5 separate regions of the Mus musculus genome follow, and regions 2, 3, 4 and 5 are each linked to region 1. Evidence: chromatin contacts called from public Hi-C and HiChIP or PLAC-seq data. All regions are on one chromosome and are shown on one strand. The core of a region is the stretch at or near the end of the contact, and the rest is flanking DNA. Distances in the headings are between cores, read along the strand shown. Region 1 has its middle 12 kb from the start of Gm34268. Region 2 overlaps Ldlrad3 (low density lipoprotein receptor class A domain containing 3). Region 3 holds the start of Fjx1 (four jointed box 1). Region 4 overlaps Ldlrad3 (low density lipoprotein receptor class A domain containing 3). Region 5 overlaps Ldlrad3 (low density lipoprotein receptor class A domain containing 3).

Evidence for each region. Hi-C and Micro-C count contacts between places; a contact is called where the count stands out from the background. HiChIP or PLAC-seq counts read pairs in DNA pulled down with a chosen protein or histone mark.
Region 2: a contact with region 1 is called in an H3K27ac HiChIP or PLAC-seq map of double positive thymocytes, with 5 times the contacts expected there. The contact joins two enhancer-like sites. A contact is called at or near these places in 2 of 484 Hi-C or Micro-C datasets (cerebral cortex and double positive thymocytes) and 2 of 115 datasets of contacts at active chromatin or transcription factors (bone marrow-derived macrophages and double positive thymocytes).
Region 3: a contact with region 1 is called in a Hi-C map of forebrain, with 5 times the contacts expected there. The contact joins the promoter of Fjx1 here to the enhancer-like site in region 1. A contact is called at or near these places in 6 of 39 promoter capture datasets (the 3T3-L1 cell line, hematopoietic stem and progenitor cells, hippocampal neurons and 2 more), 3 of 15 datasets of contacts at CTCF or cohesin (the NIH/3T3 cell line, large pre-B cells and pro-B cells), 15 of 484 Hi-C or Micro-C datasets (3T3-L1-derived adipocytes, the HL-1 cell line, the N1E-115 cell line and 11 more), 17 of 115 datasets of contacts at active chromatin or transcription factors (craniofacial prominence, embryonic basal ganglia, embryonic forebrain and 13 more) and 2 of 9 other capture datasets (adipose tissue and liver).
Region 4: an H3K27ac HiChIP or PLAC-seq map of double positive thymocytes shows a contact between it and region 1, with 5 times the contacts expected there. The contact joins two enhancer-like sites. A contact is called at or near these places in 2 of 484 Hi-C or Micro-C datasets (the Ba/F3 cell line and cerebral cortex) and 2 of 115 datasets of contacts at active chromatin or transcription factors (double positive thymocytes and embryonic limb bud).
Region 5: an H3K27ac HiChIP or PLAC-seq map of double positive thymocytes shows a contact between it and region 1, with 2.4 times the contacts expected there. The contact joins two enhancer-like sites. A contact is called at or near these places in 6 of 484 Hi-C or Micro-C datasets (cerebral cortex, double positive thymocytes, forebrain and 1 more) and 3 of 115 datasets of contacts at active chromatin or transcription factors (double positive thymocytes, embryonic limb bud and thymocytes).

The regions. Positions count from the first base shown.
Region 1 is chr2:102,256,491-102,261,481 of GRCm38.p6, reverse strand. No RefSeq gene overlaps it. Among named protein-coding and RNA genes, the nearest start is that of Gm34268, 12 kb to the right of the region's middle. Within about 2 kb of position 3,086, at least 65 of the 459 cell types and tissues checked have an H3K27ac peak or open chromatin away from gene starts, as enhancers often do. A contact at or near this core is called in the N1E-115 cell line, the P5424 cell line, cerebral cortex and 2 more, where this site is marked.
Region 2 is chr2:102,031,487-102,036,477 of GRCm38.p6, reverse strand. All of the region lies in intron 4 of Ldlrad3 (low density lipoprotein receptor class A domain containing 3), which reads left to right. Among named protein-coding and RNA genes, the nearest start is that of Gm39888, 42 kb to the right of the region's middle. Within about 2 kb of position 2,102, at least 72 of the 459 cell types and tissues checked have an H3K27ac peak or open chromatin away from gene starts, as enhancers often do. A contact at or near this core is called in double positive thymocytes, where this site is marked.
Region 3 is chr2:102,449,662-102,454,652 of GRCm38.p6, reverse strand. It overlaps Fjx1 (four jointed box 1), which reads left to right and starts at 2,861. Exons shown (of 1, transcript NM_010218.2): 1 at 2,861-4,991. The coding sequence starts at 3,065. The coding sequence ends at 4,417.
Region 4 is chr2:102,088,994-102,093,984 of GRCm38.p6, reverse strand. All of the region lies in intron 2 of Ldlrad3 (low density lipoprotein receptor class A domain containing 3), which reads left to right. Among named protein-coding and RNA genes, the nearest start is that of Ldlrad3, 95 kb to the left of the region's middle. Within about 2 kb of position 3,029, at least 13 of the 459 cell types and tissues checked have an H3K27ac peak or open chromatin away from gene starts, as enhancers often do. A contact at or near this core is called in double positive thymocytes, where this site is marked.
Region 5 is chr2:102,115,568-102,120,558 of GRCm38.p6, reverse strand. The region is part of intron 1 of Ldlrad3 (low density lipoprotein receptor class A domain containing 3); the gene reads left to right. Among named protein-coding and RNA genes, the nearest start is that of Ldlrad3, 68 kb to the left of the region's middle. Within about 2 kb of position 2,963, at least 47 of the 459 cell types and tissues checked have an H3K27ac peak or open chromatin away from gene starts, as enhancers often do. A contact at or near this core is called in double positive thymocytes, where this site is marked.

The DNA of each region.
Region 1 (4,991 bases), core at 1,837-4,336:
TAAATGAATGGAGCTGGGCATACTTCAGCACGTAAAAGCAGTGATCGGCAGGCTTTCTTTACACAGAACCCAAACAGTGAATAGTTTAAGTGTTGTAAGCTGTATGGTCTCTGTCACTATTTCCTATTAACTGGATCATAAAGTAGCAACAGAGAGTGTGGGATGTAAGGAAAAAAGTTTGGCTATGTTCCGATAAAACTTTATTTACAAAATAAGTTGTAGGCCATGAGCCATAGCTTACCAGAGCTTGTGACTAGTGTTCATCTTGCCTGGCTACGTTCTCATCACTCACTTTCCAGTGTGCACCCCTTAAGGACAAAGGGTTGTCACAGCTCCCCACTATTGCCGGTCCCCTGGTGTTGTGGTTCCTCTCTGTTCTGTCATGACATTTCCTTTGTTCTCTTCACTCAATTATTTTTAAATTCCCCTGAAGCATATGGTCTCGTTCTAGCTAGCCACCATAAATAAATAAATATAAAAAACCTGTATATTTACTTGAAACTGTACATTTCAAATAGTGTTTTATATTTGAAATTTCCCACAGAGTGTCGTATTGAAAGGAAAGTATAGGTTTGGAGATAGCATTGACATGATCCTTGGCCTTTCACACTGTCTCCACCAAGAACAAAGATGGAAGATCTCCCAGGTGCCCACCAGTGAGAAGCAACATGGGCTGAGCAGGCAGGAGCATGCCTAGGACCTGACCCAGACAAGAGAGGGCCCAGGCAGCCCAGGTGACCAGCCATAAGGTTCAGTGGCCACAATGTGAGGACCAAACTTTGACCTATCACACCTACGCAGGTGCAGAGCAAAAAGTAGCCCAGGCCATCCACTCTTCATCAGTCTCCAACAAGGATCCAGAGGTCATCTGCTTCCTCTGTTGTCACGGCATGTGCCACCACCACACACTGAGACACCAGAAAAGAACTCGGGGACTGGGAAGGTTTAATTTTACCTAGAGAAACAAACCATGACTTCTAAAGACCTGCATCAGACTGTGCTTATGGGATTGGACTGAAAGATCCGCCATCCCTTGCTCAGACATAGAATAATTCCTCAGAGATTATTCCAAGATTTACTTGGATATCATTATAAAGTCCCTTACATAAAATGGCATAGAATTGGCACAGCATCCCATAGACATTACATCATCTCTATACTACTAGTCCTTGCTACTAAGTAACTGCTCCACAAATAATTGTCAGGCAGTGTTGTGTTGGGTCGACCAGTAAAGAACCTCAATGTGTTCAGCACTCATGCAACTCTTTAATGTTTTATATATTACATATTTATTAGACAGTGTGTGCGCATACACATGCTAAAGGCATGTATGTAGAGGTCAGAGGACAACGTTCAGGGGTTGGTTCTCTCCTTCCATCTTGTGGGCCCTAGGGCTCGAACTCAGGTCATCAAGCTCAGAGGCAGGACCTTTAGCTGCTGGGCAGTCTCAATGGAACCTGATGCAAACTTTGAAAAATATCATTGGCTCAGCATTCTGAAGACTAAGGCAGGAGGATTGCCATGAGTTCCAAGTCAAATCTGCATAGCAAAACTCTGTCTCAAAAATAACAACAACAAAACATTTAACCCACAATTAATTGAATCTGTGGATTCAACCCCACAGCTGTGAGGCAGGGCTGCGGTTTATCCAGCACCTGGGAACTGCTGTGGAAAGTCAGAGCTGTGGTAAAGAAAGAAAGAAAGACGTTTCTCAGCAGCATGCGTGAGAACTCTTAAGCTGTCTTTGTCTGTCGGGTTTGAACACTTAGCTTAGGTAAGGGAGCCTGAGTTTGAAGGGCTGAAACCAGTTGCAAATTCCCAACACAAAGTGCTGTTGAGGAAACCCTGAGGGCCCCAGAAACCTGCACTGGCTTCCTCAGAGATTAAGATGGCCCTGTGACCTGGCCGCTCTGGAGCCAGGCTCTGTGATGACCCAGCATCCTTCCGGTGGAATCCGCCCTCCGGGACCCTGAGGCTCTCTGCAGGTTGCTGGGGTCCCCAGGAAATGAGGTTAGCAGGCTGCCAGCCGGGCTTAGCTCTGCGCTTTCCTTTTCTTTATGAACCTTGCTCTCCTAGTACGCCCGCCCGCTCAGGAAATTGCACATATTTCCCTTGCTTTGCCGGCAGCACAGCTGCTGCCCGCTCACCTGCCAGCAAAGGCCTCACAGGGAGGAAGTGAGGAGGATGAGCTCAGAGGAAGGGAGGGAGGGAATCCAGGTGAGTCCCTTGGCCATGACCTCTCTGCTGCTGAGGGTCCCCACGTCAATATCTGCTGGTACACTGGGATCCAAACTGCCTCAGATCACCCAGAGCAGAGAGGCTGCTAGGACCGCGATCCTGGAGCAGGGGCGGGGCCGAATCTTTTTTTTTTTTTTTTTTTTTAATTTTAATAACAAACACAATTTCACTCATTCACTCAACCAGCGTTTATTAGTTTATGAAGTGGGTGTTTACTGCACCGGCAAGGCTGAGTTGGATAAGATAACACAGCAGGATCAAGAGAAATGGACACTTGCCCATGTGTGTACACTCACAGCTGTGCACATACCGTGTGGCTGTGGGCTCTGTAGCCATGGGATCAACGATGCAGTCACTGAAAAGAGATGGAGACTTGTGCATGGTGAACCTTCCCTCTGTTACTGTTCCTTCAATGAGATGCACAACACCTATTACAACTGCATTTGCATCGCATTGGCTGTAGTGAGAGGATTTGAATCACAGTGTACAAATGCTACACCGTCCTGTCTGAGGGACTTAGCATCCGTGGATTTGGTGATCTTCGGGGGTGCTAGATTCAGACTCTGAGGATAGCACAAAAAGACTGAGTGTGTGTCTACACAAGCATGAGGCCCCGGAAGAGAAAAGAGACTGGGCTGAGGAGACTGAAGGTTAGGGAGTCACTCATGGGAGACCATCCAGGGCAGAAAGCCAGTCAATTTTCTGTGCCCCGCAGCCAGAAGCAAAGAAAACCAGGGAAGAGGCAGAGGAGGAGGAGGAAGAAGTTGTCTGGTGGTGGTGGTGCTGGAGAAGGGGGGTGATGGGGATGCCCGCGGCTCCTCCCACCTCACAGCGGGGCGCCCCACCAGCAGCTCTATTCTGAGCAGTGCCCCACATGCTTTTCCAGTAATGGGTCAGAGAGGCAGTATTTAGCCTTTGTAGGCTTCAGGATGTCTTTTGCTTCAACCCTGTCCTGACTACTTTACTTTTATTTCAGTCTCCACCGTGCCTCTGTTTCCTCAGTTATTAAATGGGAACAGAGTCCTGATTTCAGGGCATTGCTGGCAACGTTACAGGAAGTAACATCTGCCAAGCGCGTGGCCCATATTAGCAAAATAGCTGCTACTGTTTCTATGCTTTCCCCACTCCGGCACTGCAGGGGAGCAGGAGTGCAGGGGTGGGGTGTGTCCTGGCCTGTCCTCTCACCCTAGCCCAGCTGCAGAGCCCTCCCTCTGCCGTCCAGGCGCTGGCTTTGGAGAGACCTGACCTGAAGCAGCTTCTCAAAGAAGAAATCAGACTCCGCATGGATGTTAGCTTCATCTTTCCTGTTTCTTCCCCATGTTTGGCAGAAACGAAGAATGAGGGTCATGGGGAAGAAGCCTTATCCCGTCTATGGCACTATCATATTTTGACTGACTTGGGTAGGGTGACTTGGTAAACAAGCAGCAGGTCAAATGATGTAGAGCTGAGAGAGAAACACGCAGCTTTAAATTGCCCCGGGTGCGGCTGCCATGTGGACCTTGGCTGCTCCATCCTGCTTCTCAGTATTGCTCCCTTGTCCACTCCATCTCAAGTGTACCCGCACATGACTAACTCACATTGGACGGAAGAGCTCCAGGATGCATTTGCGTTCTCATATGCAAAGTATTTTCAGTCTGGTTTGGGGAGGGGCATGAAGCTTTCTCCAACTTGATTGATGAGAAAAGAGAGTTACAGAGTGCATACACTGATTACAGCCCTCCAGCTTAGGTCACCCTGGATTCCTACCACTGAACTCCAAACGATAATTGCTACTGCACAGTCAAGAATTTATCACAACATATATTACTTTTTCTACCACACCCACTTTCCCCTCTATTAGCATGCAGCTGGAGGAGAATATTAAAGATTGAACAACTGAAATAAAGAGGAATTGTTCTAGTTGACTATGGAGAAGGAGAGGTAAAAAAAAAGGAAGTATTTGTATGGAGAGATTACACATCCACCGGATCTCAGTTTAAAATTTGCCAAACCTAACCCATTTTCCATAAATTCATTTACTGACGTCTAGAAACCCCACTGAGAAATCTATTTCTGATCTCCTTTTGAAGAGTTATTTAATTCCCAGGGAGCGTGGCCCAGTGGCAAGATGTTTCCAAGAAAAGGGAGGGGAATCTAATTCTCTATTTGGTTTAATTTTCTTCTGGAACACTTGTGAAGGCTCAAATCCAAGGGGAGGAAAAAATACACTCCCACTTCAGGCAACAGAAAAGAGAGAGGAAACCAGAACTTTCCCTCTTCAAGGAAGGCAATCACAGGCCATGCACATATGCACCACCTTACAAATTTATAATCTGTTTGAACTTAGACAGAAATGAGGCTTCAAGTGGCCAAAGACAGAGAGAGAAAATGGAACAAAATAAATGTTCCTACGATTTGAAAGAGAGTGGATCTTAACTATGCAAGAGACATGGATAGACAGACAGATGGATGGTCAGATGGTTGGGTGACTGAGTGTGTGGGTAAGTGAGCAGATGGATGGATAAATGGATGGATGGATGAATGGATGGATGAATGGATGGATGGATGGATGGATGGATGAATGGATGGATGGATAGGAGTCTTTAGGTAAGTCAGCAGATACACGGTTCAGGTGTGTGAATGGGCAACTATATAGCCAAATACAGGCATGCATAGTTGTGTGTGGGCAGAGAACAGATGGATGGAAAGATGCATGGGCTAGATAGACATGTCAGTAGAGGAACCAGGTGGCTAAATCCTGCTTATGATTAAGT
Region 2 (4,991 bases), core at 853-3,352, 220 kb after region 1:
AGGCATGGATCTGCTCTTGGGCTCCATTGGCTCTATTCACCCTGTTTCCTGTTCCTAAATCAAGGCTGAAACTACATAGAACAAAGCTGCCCTGTAACCCAGAGGGACCACCCAATGTAGTCACAGTAGGCAGATTTCTCATTAAAGTCAAGAAGCTATGGGAAAGACCCTGTCAGCCAGTACCATCATAGACTCTTCCAGAATGTCCCAATACAAGAATGTAGGGGTTAGGGGGTGAATGCTGATCTCCAGAAAAGCTGGCTGCAGGCTGTGTCAAATTTAGACAGCAAGGTATGACACGCGGGTTATCTAGCCAGACTTCCAACTTTGCTTTCATCCACAGGTGCAGTGATAAGATGCTGGGGTGGGCACTAGGTTGCCATTTGGGCTTTAGTCTCTGTAAGGCCAGTGTTCTAGGTAATCTATGGCATGTCTCTGTCTTTCGTTTCCTCTTAAATTTCTACTGGAAAGAAGAAAGAACTCTGTGTAGTCACAGTCCACAAAGGACTCACATATAAAGGACATAGGATAGTTGAGATAATTTGGACACTTGTAACCATTCCACAGCTAGGTCCAGTGCTTACACAATGTGTCCTGGGAGCTTCCCTCTGCAAACAGAAATTTAAGGGGCCAGCCAGAGGGAAAAAAACACTGGACTGTCGGTAGTGATTATCTCTGTTGGTGACTGCTGAAAATTTTTATATCTGATTGTATTCCTTAATACCAAGCAGAGTTCTTTTGTGTTTTGAAAGAAAGATTTGCATTTAAAAATAAAGGCCAGGGCCTGGACACGTAGCTCAGTTGATAGACTGACTGCTTGCATAGCTTATGGCCCTGAGTTTGTTCAGCAGCTGCCATAAACCAGGCCCACGTCTGTGAAGCCAGCACCCAGGAGATGGAGGCAAGAGCGTCAGAAGTTCAAGGTCTTTCTTGGCCACATAGGGAGTTCAAGGTTGGCATGGTTACATGATACCCTATCTCAGAAAAACCCAAAAATGAGTAAAGGCTAGATTCCTGAATGTTTCTCATCCTGATCTGAACAAAGAAGACACAAACAGCCATTAGGAGCTAAATATATAGGTCTTAAGGAATATCTTTATTTTATGATTTATTTGTATTCATTAAACATTAACAAGACTGCAAGCTTGCCTATGGATCTGGGATGGCTGAGCGGAGGTTTGAAAGACGGTCAGCTGTGAATAATTTATTCTGAAAATCACAGAAAATAAAGTAGCACTTGGGAGGAGGAGATTTTGCACTGATATGTTTGGATTTATACAGTACATGCTGTCTAATCCTGGGAGAGTTCCTTTCATATCTCTCTCTGTGCCTTCGTTTCCCCATATGTAAGAGAAAAGTGAACTAGCCTCAGTTATTATGAGAATAAAAAGCTTAACAACAATCTTGAATTCAAGAATAAGGCCAGGGCCAGGCGGTGGTGGCTCGTGCCTTTAATCCCAGCACTTGGGAGGCAGAGACAGGCCGATTTCTGAGTTCAAGACCAGCTTGGTCTACAAAGTGAGTTTCAGGACAGCCAGCCAGGGCTATACAGAGAAACCCTGTTTCAAAAAACCAAAAAAAAAAAAAAAAAAAAAAAGAAAGAAAAGAAAAAGCATAAGGCCAGATGCCTTAGATGCCTTATTATGCCATAAACTCAGGCCACGTCCCCGTTTGCCTGGAGATGCTTAGGCTTCGGACGTGCTCTATGGCCTCACATCAGAAGTAGCAGTAGCAACAGCAGCATTGAGATAATAAATTGGTGACGGTGCCTCGACTTCTAACCACATCTGAGTCACCACGCTGGCTTCTTAATTAGGTCGCCCACTTGCGCCTTGTCTGACTCATAGCCGTCCATATAACTTGCCTTCTCTTTACACATTGGGGTGCTTAGGTTCAGAAGGGTCACACCCTGCCCAAGATCACACAGCTTGTCACACATTCACGCTCATTCCAAAGCCCATGCTTGGACGCACTTGCCTGTCACGCTTACATTTTACATCTGCCTGCAGGTGTCTAAAGCACACACTTGCCTTGCTTTTGCTACCTCGAAGGTCTGGGTGGGGTGTTTTAGTGCCCTTCAAAAATATATCAGAATGTGTCCAGCTGTTTCCCCATGTGTTGGAGGAAGGAGAAGTATCCGAGGTAGCAGAGAGCTGGAGTTCCTTGCTGTTACATATTGATAGCAGAAGGCTTTTTATTTAAAGGAAATTGAGACCAATTATATGGCTTGCAATTAAACTCAGAAAGGGAATTGAAAGATGGAGAATTAATTTCCTGTTTGTTTGTGATACAGTATCTAGGCAAACAGTTAATCAGCACTTGTATCAACACCCACCCCATAGGGCTCAGCCCTGTAAGTGCAGCCTCCTCTGCCTCCCCCGAGAACACTGGTCCATCTTACACAGTTAGCACTGCCTTGCTCGGCCTTGCTCTGTGCCAGGTGCTTGACAAATGCAGATTCCTAAGTCACCGTGCACAGATGCTCGGCTAGGGCCTGGGGGGTTGTGATGTCACAGAAATCATTACATCCTAAGAGCAGCAGCAGCAACACATAGCAGACACGTGTGGTCAGACTTACACAAAGAGCAGCTTCAGGTGTGATGGGCAGTAGTAGGCAGAGGCCAAGGTTGGCCCTGAGAGACCATGCTGGGCCTCCACTTTTATAACCAAATGAAGGACACGGAGGGCAAATGCCAAGTCCTGTGGAGCAAAACAGGCAGATTTGAGATTTCGCACAGGAGAGGTGATAAGACCTAGCAGTCTGCTTTGGAGGGAGAGAGAGGGAAGGATGGGGGAGGGAGCCCTGTCTTCAGATGCCCTGGTCACCATGGGGGAGAGGTTAAGTTCAAAGGTGCACTGTACAATTCTGGAGGCCTTCTATTCGCCTGTCCCTCTTGACTATGTCAAAGCCAGGGAGTCTGACTTGCAGGGGTGGTGGCTAAGGCTACTATGAACAGGAGCTGGTGTCTCGCTGCTTCTAAGAAGGCCAGAGGTATGAGGTCTGGAATTTCCTGTCAATACAGCCTTCATCTTCACATCCAGCATCCTGTGTCTCAGGCCAGAATGAAAATAACAAGGAGCCAGGAAGGGTCCCCAACCGTGCTGCAGACATGAGCCAACCCAGCCAGGAAGGGTCTCCAGCCATCCTGCGGACATGAGCCTACATCCAGCCAGGCTTGCCACAGGTCCACGGGGCTTTCTGGGCTTAGAGCCTGTAGATAATTCCCTTTTCTCAGTTCCCATCCCAAGTTCTATAAGCTCTGCCACCCCCTGCAGGTGGGTGTAAGCTGAGGTTGGGCACTTTGCCAGGACAGCAGCTGAGGCACAGAGTTCTGCCATATTTCCGTCACAGTGAGGCAGTTGGAGGCTGTGAAAGGAGGTACTTTGTGGTGGCAGGGACTTTTGTACCACCCTTGCCCCACCCCACAGTCTTCTCGCCTCCTTTGGGTCTTTGCTTGGTGAACTGTTTTAGGACCACTTTCTGCCAAAAGATGTTTCCTTTCCCAGCCTCCACCCACATTGGTTGATAGGATAACCATGGCTCGGCTTCCTGCAAGCCCACGTACTATGTTCATTTAGCTCACTGCAGAGCATGGAGACAGGCGGCAAATGGCAATCACAAGCATGTGAGTCGTGTAAGGAAAAGTGTAGGGCACAATAGGATAAGAGTGGAGTCCTCTAAGCAGAGGTTTGCAGTTTCAATCTGGAGGTGGGCAGGAGTCTGTGAAGAGGGAAGCGGCTGCTAGGTAGAGGGAACAGCAAGGTGAGGGAACCCCCATTGGAAGAGAGGAAGTGTGGGGATGCCTGCCTGTAGTGCCCACCTGGGTCAGGTGGGGGCTGGTCCTAGATACAGCGTACGATCCTGACCTACATCTCTAGGGTACTGGGAGGTCAGGAGTGGCCCAGAAGACATTTGGAAGGAAGAAGCAGATGCGCCTGAGCCAGGTGAGACCAGAAGGCATTACAGGGCTCTGGTGAGCTGTTTTGGTCTCACCACAAGCCTGCAAGGCCTTTCTGTAAGCCTGAGTTGGAGCTGAGGTTTCTCTCCAGCCCCCTCTACCACTCTGTTACTGCTCATTGCCCTCTACCGAAAGTCTGAGTGCTTAGACCATGCTAGGCACCTGTGATCGTTTGCATATGCTTGGCCCAGGGAGTGGCCCTATTAGAAAGTGTGGTCCTGTTGGAATAGGTATGGCCTTGTTGAAGTAGGTGTGTCACTGTGGGCGTGGGCTTAAGACCCTCACCCTAGCTGCCTGAAAGTCAGTGTTCTGCTAGCAGTCTCCAGATGAAGATATAGAACTCTCAGTTCCTCCTGCGCCACGCCTGCCTGGAAGGTCTCATCTTGATGATAATGGACTGAACCTCTCAACCTGTGAGCCAGGCCCGATTAAATGTTGTTCTTATAAGAGTTGCCTTGGTCATGGTGTCTGTTCACAGCAGTAAAACCCCAATTAAGACAGCACCCTGAGTGGTGCTTCTTGTGACTCACCCCCTGTGCCTCTCACTGCTGCTGATTAGGAGCTTCTGTGGCTACGCTATGCTGTGGTATCATTGCACCACTCCTGGGGACTGTCAGCTCTGGAGTCTGAAATGCATTGTTCTCTGAATTTTAATCAAAGCACTTGATCTCCTGTTCTTCCAGTGTCAAGACTCCAGCATCCCAGATCATCCACCCCGTTGACTAGACAGAAACTTCTACCTGTGCTCCATCAGCCCTGGCTTCTCTCAGGATGCTCTTGTCTGACTTTGTCCCACCACAAGTGGGCCCAGTGGATCTCAGTGCACATGGATGGGAGGCTGTGCCTGTTACAGTGCTTGGATGAGGGATGCTTGCATTTTACACAAGGAATTACAGTGAAATGAGAGGCAGCTTGCAAGCAAGTTTTGGCCATGGGGGTTGGGGACGCTTTTCCTCTGTAATGTCCTCCCGCCTCTGGCCTTCTCAGATAGGGCAGGATTGGTATTTCTCTGTAAGGGAAGAAGTTGTATCA
Region 3 (4,991 bases), core at 1,612-4,111, 190 kb before region 1:
TCACACAGGACTTCAGGCAACTGTGAATATATTGGAGGTCTAAGCTTAAGGAGTACTAAGAGATTCTTAAAAGAGAAAATAGGTTCTTATTTGGGGATCCCTACGCAACTGCTGAAGGTCTAAAGAGATGATGTTTCCCCATCTCAGAGCCCCAGAGAATGCAGGGGTGCTTGCTGTCTTCAGGCTTCAAATCTAAGGAGCTACAAGGGCAGTCAGCTAGCAGGAAAGCAGAGGCAGGTTCTATAAACACTGTCTAAAATAATCAAACATTGCTATAACTCAAACGGCATACCACTCTGCAGGGTGTGTTTGTGTGTGTGTGTGTGTGTGTGTGTGTGTGTGTGTGTGTGTGTGTGTGCTTGCTTTCTCTAGCTTATCCCTCTGTTTTCTGCAGTTCTGCATTTTGACTGTTAAAGCGCTTCATACATCTCATCCTGGTCATGAGTACACTCGGGCCTAGGGCTAAGTCTGGTTCTGGGGCTCAAACATGAAGTCCACTCATCATCTGAGACATGAGATCTTAGCCTGGCTCTTCACGCCTCCTTTCATCAGTACCCTTAGTGTGACTGTGAGAGTCTGGAACTTGGAGTGGCTGGTATTAAAGTGGACTTTCCCAGACTAATAATCTTGCTCCCCTCACATTCAGTCCCTCACCAATATTATTTTTTCCTTTTAAGAACTTGAGAGAAAAGTTTCTTTGTATCCTGTAGCAGTGAGATATTTAAACAAACAAACAAACGTGATGATGCTACTTGAAAAGCTTCATCTCGTTCTAGGTGAATCATTGCATCATTGCTGAATATGCGCTCAGTGCCAGGCTTTGTGCCCTGGCCACTGTTACACAGTGGGCAAGAGAACTCCCCATGCAGGGTACCATAGTGGGTCACTAGGCACTACACAGTCACAGATTCTGCCAAGAGCCAAAACCACAGAGTCACCAAGCACTGTGAATTGCCCCGCTGCCCTCGGGACATAACTTGGCCCACGGTGGCATTTAGTGTTCTGAGTTTAACTTAATCACCACTATAAAATGTAGTTCTCTAATTAGAGGATATTCTGATTATGCCCACAAGGTGGAGATCTTGCTTACAGTTTGCCCACACTAAACTCAATGCAGGGGGAAAAAAACACCTAAAAGTTACATCAAAAGACAAAAATTAAATTCAATGAATCCAGTTCTTATTTCATGTAATATACTATATTAGCTGGTATATGAAATAAAAATTTGATAAGAGACAGTCCCTGCTCTCTAGGGAAAGACAGGGGGAAGCTTGCATGAGGCAAGAAAAAAAAACTTTTTAATGAATTAATATATTGTACTGGATCCATATGGAAGGCACTGTAATCCTTTTATCAGATAAGCACTACAAGAAGCCCCGTGGTTGGGAACACATTTAAGAAAGACCCCACACTTTCAGGTGGCACACAAGGTACCAGTGGGAAAGAAACCCAGGAAGGTGTATGCCTTGGGTCAGCCATGTTTTGGAAGGTTAATGTATCTACTCTGTCACAAACATTTTACATTGTCTACCCTATAACTCCAGAATAAATATACACAGCACAGGCAGATGTAGCCCAGCTGAAACCTCGCATGTGTTCCCAGGAGAGGAATATAGGGAAAGGAAACACACACACACACACACACACATACACACACACAATGTGAAAGAAACCGATTTTAAACTCTGGCTGTAGGACTCGGGGAGGAGTCAGAAGAGAACCTGCTTAGCATACGTACTGTCCTGGGACAGTTCCCTGGCAGTGCCAGCTCTGGCTCTCAGGACCCCTCACGGCTCTGATCTTATGACTAAGAATCTCCAGTTTGAAATATGGGATACAAGAAGGGAAAGGAAAGATTCAGTTTGTTTCCAAGAGATTTGCTGGTAAATTAAATCCAAGAAAGTCTGGAGGAAGATGCATCAGTTTTTATAATGTGTTGGTTTGTTTTTTTCTTCACTGCCCCACTTCCCACTAGTCCTTTTTCCTTTACACTAAACTAGTAAAACAATTGTTTATTTTCCTTTGTTTGGGAGAAATTTATAATTGGGAATAAAGTGACTGACTAAATGACAACTTAAAAACAAGGTGAGAATGTTGACAATAAGTGTTTATATCTATCTAGATATCCCTATCTCTACATATTGAACTTTCTTTAAAATGGGAAAGCCAAGTGGCATGCGACCAGGGGACCTGACTTGGCTGTCCAACTTGCACAGCAAGGTTTAATTCCAAGCATCCCTGAGAAAAGTCACAGAAGTTAACCTCATTGCTCTCAAGCCTGCAATGATCCATACCGGGGAGCTTGCATCTGGAGAGAGGTTATGGGTTCAAAGTCATTGGCTACAGATGGTTCCTCTCCCAGCTGGAGTCACATCCTCTAGGGCTCGAGACTTTCCGGGGAATTTACATAAGCCAGCGTGAATCACACCAAGTGAGGTAGCAAAAGGACTCACCCTGACCCCTGCCTGTACTGCGGTGGGGGGCTGTCTGAAGTTTTCAGATCAGACACAGTCCAAAGGAGGGTACAAGGGGATCATCCCACTCCCAACAAGAGCACCGGACACGCCGCTACTCCCAAGCCCTACAATTGGTCTCTGCCCCCGCCCCCGCTCCGACGCCCCCGCACGGACGCCCTCAGTTCAGCCTCCTCCCCGCCCCGAAGTCCGGGACAGAACGTGGGGCCACCTCTCGCTCCTGGAAGGATCGGTTGCCGCTTTAAGGGGAAGAGGAAGGGAAGGGGCGGGGGAGTGGGGGGCGGGGAGAGGCGGCAGAGGAGGGGGAGGGGGATCCCCCTCGCTCCCACGTGGTCCGGGCGCCTGTGAATCGCGCCCGCCGGAGGGTCTCACAGCGAAATACAAAAGCTGCTGGGAAGCCACGGGGAGGCGAGTTCCCAGCGCCGGGGCAGAGCGCTGGCCAGAGCCCCGCAGCGCTCCGCGGCCGCGATGGGGCTCCGGCACCCGAAGCCCCGGAGCCAGCTAGCAGCCGGGCCCGCCTCGCCGCCCGCACCCGGGCGCCCGGGCTTGGCTTGAAGCGGCGGCGGTGGCACCGGCGCGCCGGCAGGAGCATGGGGAGGAAGATGCGGGGCGCCGCCGCCGCCGCGGGGCTCTGGCTGCTGGCTTTGAGCTCGCTGCTGACGCTGTGGGGAGGACTCCTGCCACCGCGGACCGAGCTGCCAGCCTCCCGGCCGCCCGAAGATCGACTCCCTCCGCATCCGATCCAGAGTGGCGGCCCCGCGCCCGAGCCGCGATTCCCTCTGCCCCCGCCCCTAGTATGGGACGCCCGCGGCGGCTCCCTGAAAACTTTCCGGGCGCTGCTCACCCTGGCGGCCGGCGCGGATAACCCGCCTAGGAGGCACCAGGACGACCGCGGGCGGCACGAGCCCTCCGGGCTGTCCTGGCCAGAGGAGCGCAGGGCGGTGCACGGGGGCGTCTTCTGGAGCCGCGGCCTGGAGGAGCAGGTTCCCCGGGGCTTTTCCGAAGCCCAAGCAGCAGCGTGGCTGGAGGTGGCACGGGGTGCTCGGGTGGTGGCTCTGGATCGCGGGGGCTGCGGACGCAGTTCCAACCGCCTAGCCCGCTTTGCCGACGGCACCCGTGCCTGTGTACGCTACGGCATCAACCCAGAGCAGATACAGGGCGAGGCCCTGTCCTACTACCTTGCGCGCCTGCTGGGCCTCCAGCGCCACGTGCCGCCGCTGGCACTGGCTCGGGTGGAGGCTCGGGGCGCGCAGTGGGTGCAGGTGCAGGAGGAGCTGCGCACCGCGCACTGGACCGAGGGCAGCGTGGTGAGCCTGACGCGCTGGCTGCCTAACCTCACCGACGTGGTGGTGCCCGAGCCCTGGCGATCAGAGGACGGCCGTCTGCGGCCCCTGCGCGACGCCGGGGGCGAGCTGACCAACCTCAGCCAGGCGGAGCTGGTGGACTTGGTACAATGGACCGATCTGATCCTCTTCGATTACCTGACGGCCAACTTTGACCGGCTTGTGAGCAACCTCTTCAGCTTACAGTGGGACCCACGCGTTATGCACCGCGCTACGAGCAACCTGCACCGAGGACCAGGAGGGGCGTTGGTCTTTCTGGACAATGAGGCGGGCTTGGTGCACGGCTACCGGGTAGCCGGCATGTGGGACAAGTATAACGAACCGCTGCTACAGTCGGTGTGTGTATTCCGAGAGCGGACTGCTAGGCGCGTCTTGGAGCTGCACCGGGGTCAGGACGCGGCGGCCCGGTTGCTGCGCCTCTACAGTCGCCACGAACCGCGTTTCCCAGAGCTGGCGGAGCTCTCAGAACCCCACGCTCAGCTGCTACAGCGCCGCCTTGACTTCCTCGCCAAACACATTTTGCACTGCAAGGCCAAGTACGGCCGCCGGCCCGGGGACTTAATAACACTCCGAGGAAGAGAGGGACTGGGGTATGAATGATGGGGGTTAGGGCTGTCTTCTCTGCCACGGGCAACGACCAACCAGCCAACGCCCACCCAATGGTCTGATCGCCAAGCTGTCTAAAAAAAAAAATTGTGTGTTACCCACTTGCCCCTTTCTTTTCATGCCAGGCTGTTTCCTTTCCAAGTTCTGGAAGGGCAAACTCACCGAGGCGAGAAGTGTAACATTCCCTCCACCTAGCTTATAAAAAGAGTTCTGTGCTTGTGTGGAGATTGGATCCGAAGAAACTGGCTGCTGGGGTTTGGCCCGGGAATGGCAGTCTCTTTGGGAGATGCAGTCCATTTTTGTCGCCCCCTCCACCCCTTCCCAAAAAGGAAAACTTCCGTTTGAGCTAATTCCTCTATTTCCTACTAAACACAGCGCTGGTGGCCCCAGAGCAGGCTGTGACAAGGGCTGGTGAAACCCCCTTCCTGTGTTCGCCCTTTGTTCCGGCGCGCGATGGTGAGATAACTGTTCCAAGCTGAGGGACAGCTCTGGATAGGACAAAGAGAGCAAGACTTCCCCGCCCCTGGGAGCCCTCCAGACCCTGACAGTTTGTCTCACCCATTCCTGA
Region 4 (4,991 bases), core at 1,780-4,279, 170 kb after region 1:
TTTTTTCGAGACAGGGTTTCTCTGTATAGCCCTGGCTGTCCTGGAACTCACTCTGTAGACCAGGCTGGCCTCGAACTCAGAAATCCACCGGCCATGCTCCAGCACTGCCTGGCGAGAATGAGGGTCTTAAAGCCCATGCCCACAGTGACACACCTACTCCAATAGGGCCACACCTTCTAATCGTGCCACTCCCTGGGCCGAGCATATACAAACCATCACAGATGGTAGTTGAGTGGATGCCTGTGATTTTCTTGCCAGCCATCCTAAACTACTTGGCAATATCCAGGACAGTGAGAGACCCTTAAACAAACAAAACAAGGTGACCAGTACCTTAGAAATAATAGCTGAGGTTATCTTCTGGCCTCCACACACATGTGCACACCTACCAACACATGCATGCACATGCACATTCATGATCACTTATACACACACACAGAATATGGGCCTGGTGTTCATGCTTGTATTTCTAGCACTCCAGATGCTGAGGCAGGAGAATTGCAAGTTGGAGGCTAGCCTGGGTTACATAACAAGTTCCAGACTCCATTGGGCTTCCAAGTGGGAACCTGTTTTAAAAGACAATCAATCAAAACACAAACAAAATAATGTGGATAGGTGGTTGGGTGGGTGGTTATGTTGATGATGGATGGGTATAGGTAAATGAAGGAGTCAGTGCATGGGTTGATGAGTGCATGGGTCTATTTTCAAACCATTGGTGGGAGGGAGGGATGGATGGATGATGGATAGATGGATGGATTAACTGATTGGTGAGTGGGTTAATGCATGTTTAGGTAGATTGATGGATAGATTTGTCTTGGTACATAAAAAGAGGAATACCTCACTCTGTAGCCATTCCTTCCCAGAAATCTTTGTCCCCTCTCTTCCCCGGCAGGTAGACCTTCTTTCCTCCAGTTCACATAGAACTGTGTGTTTCTACCTATGACTTGTCAGCATCAGATGCAATAAAGGCCATGGGTGTTTGCTTTCTAGGGCCATTAGATGTTTTCAGACAGCCAGCAAAAGGCCTGAATTTATCTTGCTCAGTTTTCCCAGCAACAAGCACAGTGCGCTCCCAGCATAGCGTATATTTGCTGAGTGACCCCATCGAGGAAGAAAGACTTTGGAAATGCACGGACAACGTGTCCTGCTCTCTCGTGGCCGCTTTCTCGGCTAGGCTTTTCCTAACAGGTAGCCAGATAGGGTTGCTAAAGAGCAGCAGGGTTCCTTCCATCTGCCGCATGCACACACAGAGATACAACCACATACAGAGACACACAGACACAGAGACAGACAGGCAGAGAGATAGACAGAGACAGACACCTCCCCCATATGTCTCTCAAGACTTTTAAAGGACCTCTTGATTGTTTTAACAGCCTGTCTTCACAACGTCTCCTTCTGCTTCATCCCTGTTCCTGCCTGTTAAGTAACCATTCTTCCCACAGTTGGATCCCAGTGGATGTGAACCCTGGGACACCCCTCCCTGGTCAGCATTTGCGGATACCTATTATCTTCATCCTCTGTCATTACATCCTAATGTTTTGCTTAGATTTTAAGACAGGGACAGAGGCTAATGAGGGGCTTTTGTGCCCAAGAACTGTGGACCCTGGCAGCTTCAGTGGCTTTTGTATTTAATTCCAGGGAGGTAGGGTACTCATAGTGACTAACAGGGTTTCAGGGGAAGAGACAGGCAGCTCAGCCGGCTGAAAAGATGCAGCCCTCCTCAGATCAGCTGTTGCTCAGGCAGCCTGGGTGTTCCTATGCAGGGAGAATGGCAAACTCTAGAAGACCCCCCCTCCCTCCCTCCTCCTGGTTGTTACTGTCTCTTTCGCAGGGTTGTGCAGGAGCCAGCTCTTGCTGTGGGTGAGCTGAGCGCTCGAGCTCCCCTAGGCTCTACTTTCCTCCACTCTAAAGGGACTTGGTCACGTCTAAGCACCAGATACCTATGATTGTCCCTGTGGGAAGACAGAACCGTTTGCTGGCACACGAGCACATGTGTAGGAATAGATTTTGAATTGTTTACATATGCAAAAAGATTGGACTCCTAGTGAGCAGAGTATACAGAGGCACTCTGGGGTCTGTGCCAACCTGGGAATATTGTTGCAACGTTGTACACCAGACTCTCTGCTCAGTGCTCTGCATGGCTGATATCATAAAGAATTTAGATTGCCACACTAAATCCCACAGACACACACCCTTTATATAGGATTGAAGCTTACAGGAAAGGTGGAGCCAAGATATGAATACAGACATTCCAGAGTGAGCCTAAACCATTGTTATGCTGCCCCCTGCAGGTCAGTGTATGGCCTGGCTCATCAGTGTGGAGGGTTTTGAGGAGCCTTAGAGATTAGAGGCAAGACCCTGTACAACATATTTCCTCTGCAAAAAATGGGGGGGGGGGGGAAGAGCTTGAATATTTAGTAGCTGAAGCAAATTCTAACTGCTCTTCAGTTCCAGAGCATGCAGCAGGGGCTTGAAACATCAGAACCACAATGGGAGTCTCCCTCAGGGGTGCCTTTCCTGGTAAAAATCGACAGCTGGGGAGCTGGCTCAGTTGGGAAAATGCTTGCCTTGTAAAAGTCGTGAGAACCTGAATTTGAATCCCAGGATCTTTGTAAGAAGCCAGGGGTGGGAGTTCACATGTGCATACCTGGTGATGGTGAGACAGACGACAGACAGAGACAGGAAGACCCCTGAAGGCTTGTGGGCCACTAGCCCAGCATACTGCTGAAATCCCAGGCAGGTGAAAGACCCTGTCTGAAGCAAGAAGGCTGTCCTCTGATCTCTGTGTGTGCATCCTTGTACCATCCCCAGCACACACAAACCCAGCAGGAACATCTCTGGGCTCTGTGCACTAAAGATGTCTGGCAGGTTCCTAGGACCACTGACCTCAGTTCCCAAATCCTCCCTGAAACGGTCCCTGATGCCTCCAGCTTTATAAGTCTTCAGAAGCTGGAGTGGAGGGTGGGACTCTGTCAGTTGAAGATTCTAGTTCAGTAGGTCTGGGGCAAGGCTGGCTGTGCAATAGCAACCCAGGTGGTTGCTGCTGCAGCGGGTCTGAGGTCTGTATACCTCAGGCCTCAAGTCTGTGTTTCCCAGGGCCTAAGCTGTCTGCATCAGAATAATCTCAGACCTTCCTTCCATAAGCAGTGAGTCTCAGATGAAGCTTAGGAAGTTTCTGTAACCACTCTGACAAACACTGCCCTGTTCCTTGCTTTCTGATAGTCGAGGTCCCTCGTGGACTGAAGACAGGTCACATAAGATTAGTTCACAGGTCTAGGTAGGGGATAGGAGTGTCCTATTTCACTGGATAAATCCACTCCATACTCAGACTTGGGATTTCTGCAATTGTTTCTTCACATCCTCTTGTCTCTCCCACGGCCTCCTGCCTGCTCCTCTCTTTTCTCCTTTGCTGTACTTGAGTATGTGCCTTTGATACTCCATATCCTGGCTTTTGCATCTCTCTCAGTAATGAAATTGCTGCACGGATCCCCAGGAATCTGCTGTTAAATTGGGCAAAATTGGGCAGGTAGTGATGTCCTTAGGTGCCCTTCATGCAGACTGGGCGAGATCCACCACATTGTCCCTCCATGATTAGCTGGGGTGGCCAACCATCTTTCTTGTTTGCCCTCTTCCTTCTTAGTCCTTTTTCCCTGGGCCATTGTTCTTCTGGGAGTGGTTCAACCTTTCCATATAATAATTCTGTCTGGGTGACATCTGCCTTTTCTATACTGTAGTGTTGCTGCAGGGGGTTCCATACTGCATGTCTGATCCAGTCACTGCCCTCACAAAAACCATGGAGCGCTGCAGCTAGGCAGCCTGAGGCACATGCTGGCTGGCCTTGCCACTTGTCAATGGAGAAATCCTGTATGCACTGCTGAACTTCTCTTGACTATAGTTTTGAATGTGGCAGAGTTGGTACAGTGCCGTCCTGGTTAGCTTTTGTTGTCAAATGGATACAACCTAGAATTACCTGCCATGGGGGAAATCTCAAGAGAAGAATTGCCTCCATCAGCTAAACTTGTGACTATATGTGTCAGCCACTGTCTTGACTGAGATTTGAAGATCAACATTCAGGGCCCAGCCCACTATGGGCGGTACCATCCCTAGGCAGGTCGACCTGGAGTCGACAAGAAAGCTAGTTAAGCATAGTGCAGTGAGTTAGCCTGTAAGCAGCAGTCCTCCATGGTTTCTGCTTCTGTTTCTGCTTGAGTTCCCGATCCGACTTCCCTCAGTGCTGGGTAAGGCCTTTCTTCCCCTAAGTTTTGTTTTATCATTGAGGCAGAGGTTGAAATTGGAACAAGTCTTTAGCTGGGAAGTTTCTATTCCCAAGGCGGAGGCCTGTTGAGCTCCCCATGAATGTCTGCCTTGAGTTTTCTTTAATTATCAGGAATAATGAATTGAAGTAATAGCAATCTCAATGGGCCCAGATCACAATAGAATCCAGTGAGGCTTTGAAGTGCCTTACAAAACACCCTTATCTGGCCCTGTGATTCCCACTGGCTGCGCATCCCTCTCCCATACTCTACCTTTCTGCCCTGTCTCACAGCTCTTTACGTATGTCCTGTCCTCTGTGCCAGTGCCTTTCTGCCAAGGCAGGGGGAGGGGATCCCTTTCAAACTGCCCCTGATTCCTGCAAGAAGAGAGGGTCATCTCTCCCTTCCTGTTCCTGCTCATTCTCGGGGGCTTTTGTGAAGCACATGTGCATCTCTCTGTACGAAACGTGCATGATCGTCTCCTTGACATGGTGTGCTTCTGAAGTTAGGCTGGCATCCCTGGTACAGCTGGGACTCGCTGTATGTTGTGTGAATGGAGGAATGATGGATTGGCGCGGGAATTCAGAAGCTGATCCAGTGGCTCAGAGGGCCGGCCTTCAGGATGCTTGAGATGATCTTGCCTTGTTATAGTTGAGAACTTAGGAGTGAACCTTGAGCCCTCTCTCTTCCTAACCATCTCTCTGCTTCACTAGTTCAGCCAGCACTACTGCTAAAGCAGTA
Region 5 (4,991 bases), core at 1,714-4,213, 140 kb after region 1:
TCCCCGAAACAGGAACACCATTCCCACATAATTTTCCTCATGAAGTGATGCAAGGACGTGAAAGCATATGTAAGATTGTAAGCAGAAGCTTCAGCCCAAGAGGACAGAGGTCCAAAGGAGAATAACTTAGAGAGCTGACTCCTTAGGGAAACTGTGAGTTCCTGCACCTCCTCCTGTGACCTTCCCTTGCTTCCTGAATGCTGGCCACTGGCCTTCTTCCCTCACTTGTTTTATAAGAAGGAAACAAAACATCTGCCATCTTGGAGCACTTCCTGGGAGAAACAAGCCATGAGCCGTGTGATGGGCAGATGCTAGGCAGACGCTAGCTGAGCTCCATCACTAGCCTAGCGTCCTTCTCCATCCTTAACTCTCGCTCAGGGAAACACCATGTGACTAACATAGGATTTTCTTTCAGGATCAGGGATCATGTTTTTGTTATATCTGTGGCTATAAAAGTCAGCTGAAGTGTGGGGTTATGTTACACTTTCTCAGCAATATATCAGGGTGATCCTCCTCCATCAGATGGGTAAACGGAGGTAGCACTAGTGGAATGAGCTCCTGGGGCAGAGGGAGTATAGATTAACAAGGCCGTGGGCGGGGAGGGGGGCTGGCTAAGCACAGGTGCTTGGAGCTAGGCCAGACCAGACATCCTTGTGTGACTGCTGCCTTCTCGGTGACAGCCAGATGCTCCCCTATCCAAGCTTGAACAGGAAGATATTTGCATGATGAGGACCAAATGGCTTTTGGAAAAATACACAGGACAGATGTCCGAGGTTCTGTGTAGCGCTCACATCACACGGGAACAGTCCAGAGCACAAAGGCTCTTCACACATGTTCTAGGTATGCTTATAAACAAATCACTGAAGAAGAGCTCACTAGGTGGTGTTAACCTGTCGGTGAGTGAAAGTATATGTCCATGCAGGTGTGTCTGCATGTCTCAAGAAATGAGTCCTGGAGAAAAGCACGAAAAGGTAGTAGGGAAGGAAGGTCTCTCTGAGATCTGCAAGCATGAATGCTAAGCTGTGTGTGTGCTGCGCAGACGAGTTGTGCCTCTTGTTCCGTTCAGCGGTGCCCACAGATCTAGGCTGTCAGGAAGAGAAGGAGGAGAATCGAAGGGAGCAATCGGAAAGCAGAGTCTACTGATAGTTTGCAGATGTCCATTCAGACCCGACCATGACGACCATGACGGCTGCTGCTAGGGAGGGAGCCGCAGCGGAGAGCAAGGAGAAGTGCCAAAGGACAGCAGCTGTCAGGATGAAATTCCCATTTCACAGCTGGAAACGTTTGTGTCACTGGCTGAATGTCCTGGGCGACTGCAGTGAGCATAGCCCCGCTGGAGTTTCTAGTTGTTCCGGTTCTGTTCCCCACATCAAATAAGAGTTGCGGGCCAGGGGCCCTGGAAGACGCTTTAGCAACAGGCTGCTGTCTTCTGCCCGACAAGGAAGGGCGTGGCTTTTACTTTTCCATTCCTGCACAGATGGTGCAGTTATTTTCAGTTAAGTGATGTTCTGCAGGGAAACATGCAACTCCTTTGGATTCTTTGACTTAGTGAAAAAGAGAGAGGAGAGGAGGAGGAAGCCAACTTTGTGCTAAGGCTGGTCATGTTTTTATTTAAGTATATTCCGAGACACCGAACTGGGAGAAATATTGCTGCCATTAGAATGCCCAGCTGTTGGGTTGAAAGATTTCTAACCTTTCAAGCAGACAGGATAGCGATCTACCTGTTCAGGTTTAGGTTCTCTGTATTCCTTAGTTTAACTATGTATGCACAGTCCCACACAAGTGCTAGAGAAATGGGGTAAGGGTGATGGGGTGGTTCAGGGATGGAGGTTAAGGTACTAATGCCATGCCTGGTTTACTTCTTAGAGTTGTCAGTGATACTTATGGGAGAGCTGGGAATTGTAGAATCCTGGGGTGCAGAGCTGAGGACAGACAGAGCCTGTGCCTCTGGGTGTGGTGTGTGTGTATGTGTGTGTGTGGTGTGTTTGTGTGTGTGGTGTGTATGGTGTGTGTGTGTATGTGTGTGATGTATGTGGGGTGTGTGTGTGTATGTGTGGTATGTATGCATGTGGTGTGTATGTGTGTGGTGTGTGTATGTGTTTGTGTGTGGTGTGTATGTGTGTATGGTGTGTGTATGTGTGTGTGTGTGCCTAGCAGGAATATTCCTTAAGAGGCAATCACTAACATGGGCTGGGATTAAGGGAAACACAGGATGGGATCAGAGGGATTAATAGAAGAACCAGCCTCAGGCTGGGTGCCTGGGACAGGTTCTCAGATTTGATGACTTATGCTGGGGGTCAAAAGAATAAGCAGAAGGAGGAGAGCATATTGGATTAGATTTCCAGTACAATAGTGTGGCTTGAACGTCAGATTGTTTGTCTCATCAGAGAGATCTGAGATCAAGCTGTCAGCTGGGTTGGTTCCTTTCAGCCCCATCCCCTGATTTACTAATGGTTCCCTGTGTCTTCATGTTGTTTCTCCTGTGTGTGTGTGTGTGTGTGTGTGTGTGTGTGTGTGTGTGTGTGTCTGCCCTAATTTTCTTTTCCAGTGAGGATACCAGTCATGTTGAATTAGGGTCTACTCTAATGCCTCATTTTAATGTATTACCTCTCTAAAGACAAATGTGCTCCCATTACGAGATTACTAACAGGCCTACAGCTTAAAGCTTTGGAGGGATCCAATGCAGCCCCAAACACCAGGGAGAAGATGGGCTGAAGACTCTGCTGGGTCAGCCTGCCCCGTGCTTAGAAGCCTGGGGAACAGGAATGACATTCGTGTGATCAAGACACTGGTTTTAAAGGAGGGAGGTGCTGGGGCTTCAGAGTCAGGGTCATGCCTCTGAAGAGAGGCTCTCTACACCAGGATGTAAGAATTCAGAGTTGCTGAAGGTCCTAGAGATACCGTCACCTGCACTGAAAACGCTCACTGTGTGAAAAGAGAAACAACAGGAGCGACTGAGAACTGCTGAGTAGCAGGTGTTTCTCTGCCTCAGCACTGTTGACTTGTCAAGCCAGATGGCTCTGTGGTGTGGTGTGTCTCAGTGGGTGGCAGATTAGGAGAAATGTGGCACAATACATCGAAAAGTCAGAGCTGCACTCCTCCCTCCCCCGAAACCCTTCCATGCAAAGTCGTATCACATCCCTGACCTTTACATGTTAAATGGCAGTAGCACCCCTAGTCAATGCAAGAAAATGTCTCTAGGCCCTGACTTTTATATATATTCCCACACAGTTCTTCACTGTGTAGACTGCTGGTTGAAAAGGGAACTAGAGATAACCCATGGAAGCCACTAGGCCAGAGAGGCAGCTGGGCTGGGCTTGAGGAGGGTTAGAAAGACAGAGTCTACAGGGGGATCTTCTCTTGCTTTGGCTTCTTCTTAGGCGCTTACATTTGATGACGTCACTTTGCTAAGGCACTGGGTGGGGTGCGCCTTGTGTGCTTAAGGGGACTTAGAAGAGCACAGAGCATGTGCCTATTGTAGTACTGGCAGGGCATTTGTGTGTAATGCATATAAAGGATGGGATAAATACTCTCTGAACCTACACAATCACTCATCAAGTCCATATGTTGCCAGCCTTATTGATGCTCTGAGCAAAGTCTTTGGAATCTAATCTGACCAATTTTCTGGTTCCAGAAATCTGTTTATCAGAGCAAGATTTCACAGTTGTAGTGACTTTTCCAGGGGGTTTGTCTTCGAGGAGTTAGCTCTACAAAAGAGAGTCTAAGTGATTTCCAAACAAACCCAAGCGACAGCCCTGCATTCTGCAGCCCGGAGGAATTTCCTGCTGGCTGGTGACTCTCTGAGCAGTTGTTCTCGAACAGCTGGAGTGTGTATAGGGGGTAGAGGGCAGGGGTGTGGAGGTTCTGGGCTGAGCACGTAGTGTCTGGCTAGAATCCAGCATATGACTGCTGTCTGGATACCTCTCCATGGACGTGCAGATCATAAAGTTAGTGCTCACTGTGAGGGTTAGTGACTTGTGGGGTTGCCTTCAGGGGAAGTCCTCTGTTGAGTCTGTGCTCAACAGAATGGAGCATCCTCATTGATTGGGTGGAAGGGTGGGAGAAATGGTAGCTCAGTGGGTTTGCAGCTCCTGCAGGTCAGAGTGGCACATCCTCTATTTCTGATCCTTCTGGGCTGTGCCTCCCCACATCAGGTCCTTGACACTGTTCTCTTGATCTGCACTCCTTTGCTTTGTGTCAGTCTCCACTGAAAATGTCACTTCTTTTTTTTGGACTCTTTCTTGGTTGCATTGAATTGTAAATAAGAAACACCAGGGAGTCCGACAGTGTTGGTGTGTGAGCCTGTGTGAGTGTTTGTATTCTGGGTCTATGTAAGCGCATGAGTATATGTGTGTTTGTTTGTGTGTGTGTGTATTTCTAGTCTATTTGCATGTGTGTTCATAAATGTCTGAGTGAAGGCCAAAGCCAAGGACACTCATTGCTGATGCTTCTCAAGTTCTGTGCATTTGGTTTTTGGGACAGGGTTTCTCACTGGCCTGGAACTTGCCAAGTAGGCTTGGTTGGCTTGTCAGGATCTACCTTAGAATCATGTGCCAGTCACTGCCAAGATATATATATATATGAGTGATTCTGGGGATCAAATTCAGGCCCTTATGGAAAATATGTTACCAACCGAGCCAGCTCCCCATTCCCTGGCTTTTTAAGGTAAGAAAATGCCATGGTTAGGAAGATTCTTCGGGCCAGAGGACAGATTAAGACTTGGAGGAATCAACTGGGAGGCAGGAGGCTGGGTTGGAAGTTGTAGCTAGTGGTGATCCCCATGGGGTGGTGGCTGCTTGCACTCCTAGCTGCAGTGATAGGGATAGGGATTGGCCGTGTGCAGGGCTGATAAAGTGAGCCAGGGATAAGGCTTGTGATGGCTCGGGCTGAGTGGAAGCTTTTGTTGTAGCTTCCCTTTGGAATGGACTGTGAAATCTCATTTCTAAAAGGCAACATGTCTGTTTGGTCCTAACTGAGTATCAGGTAGCAGA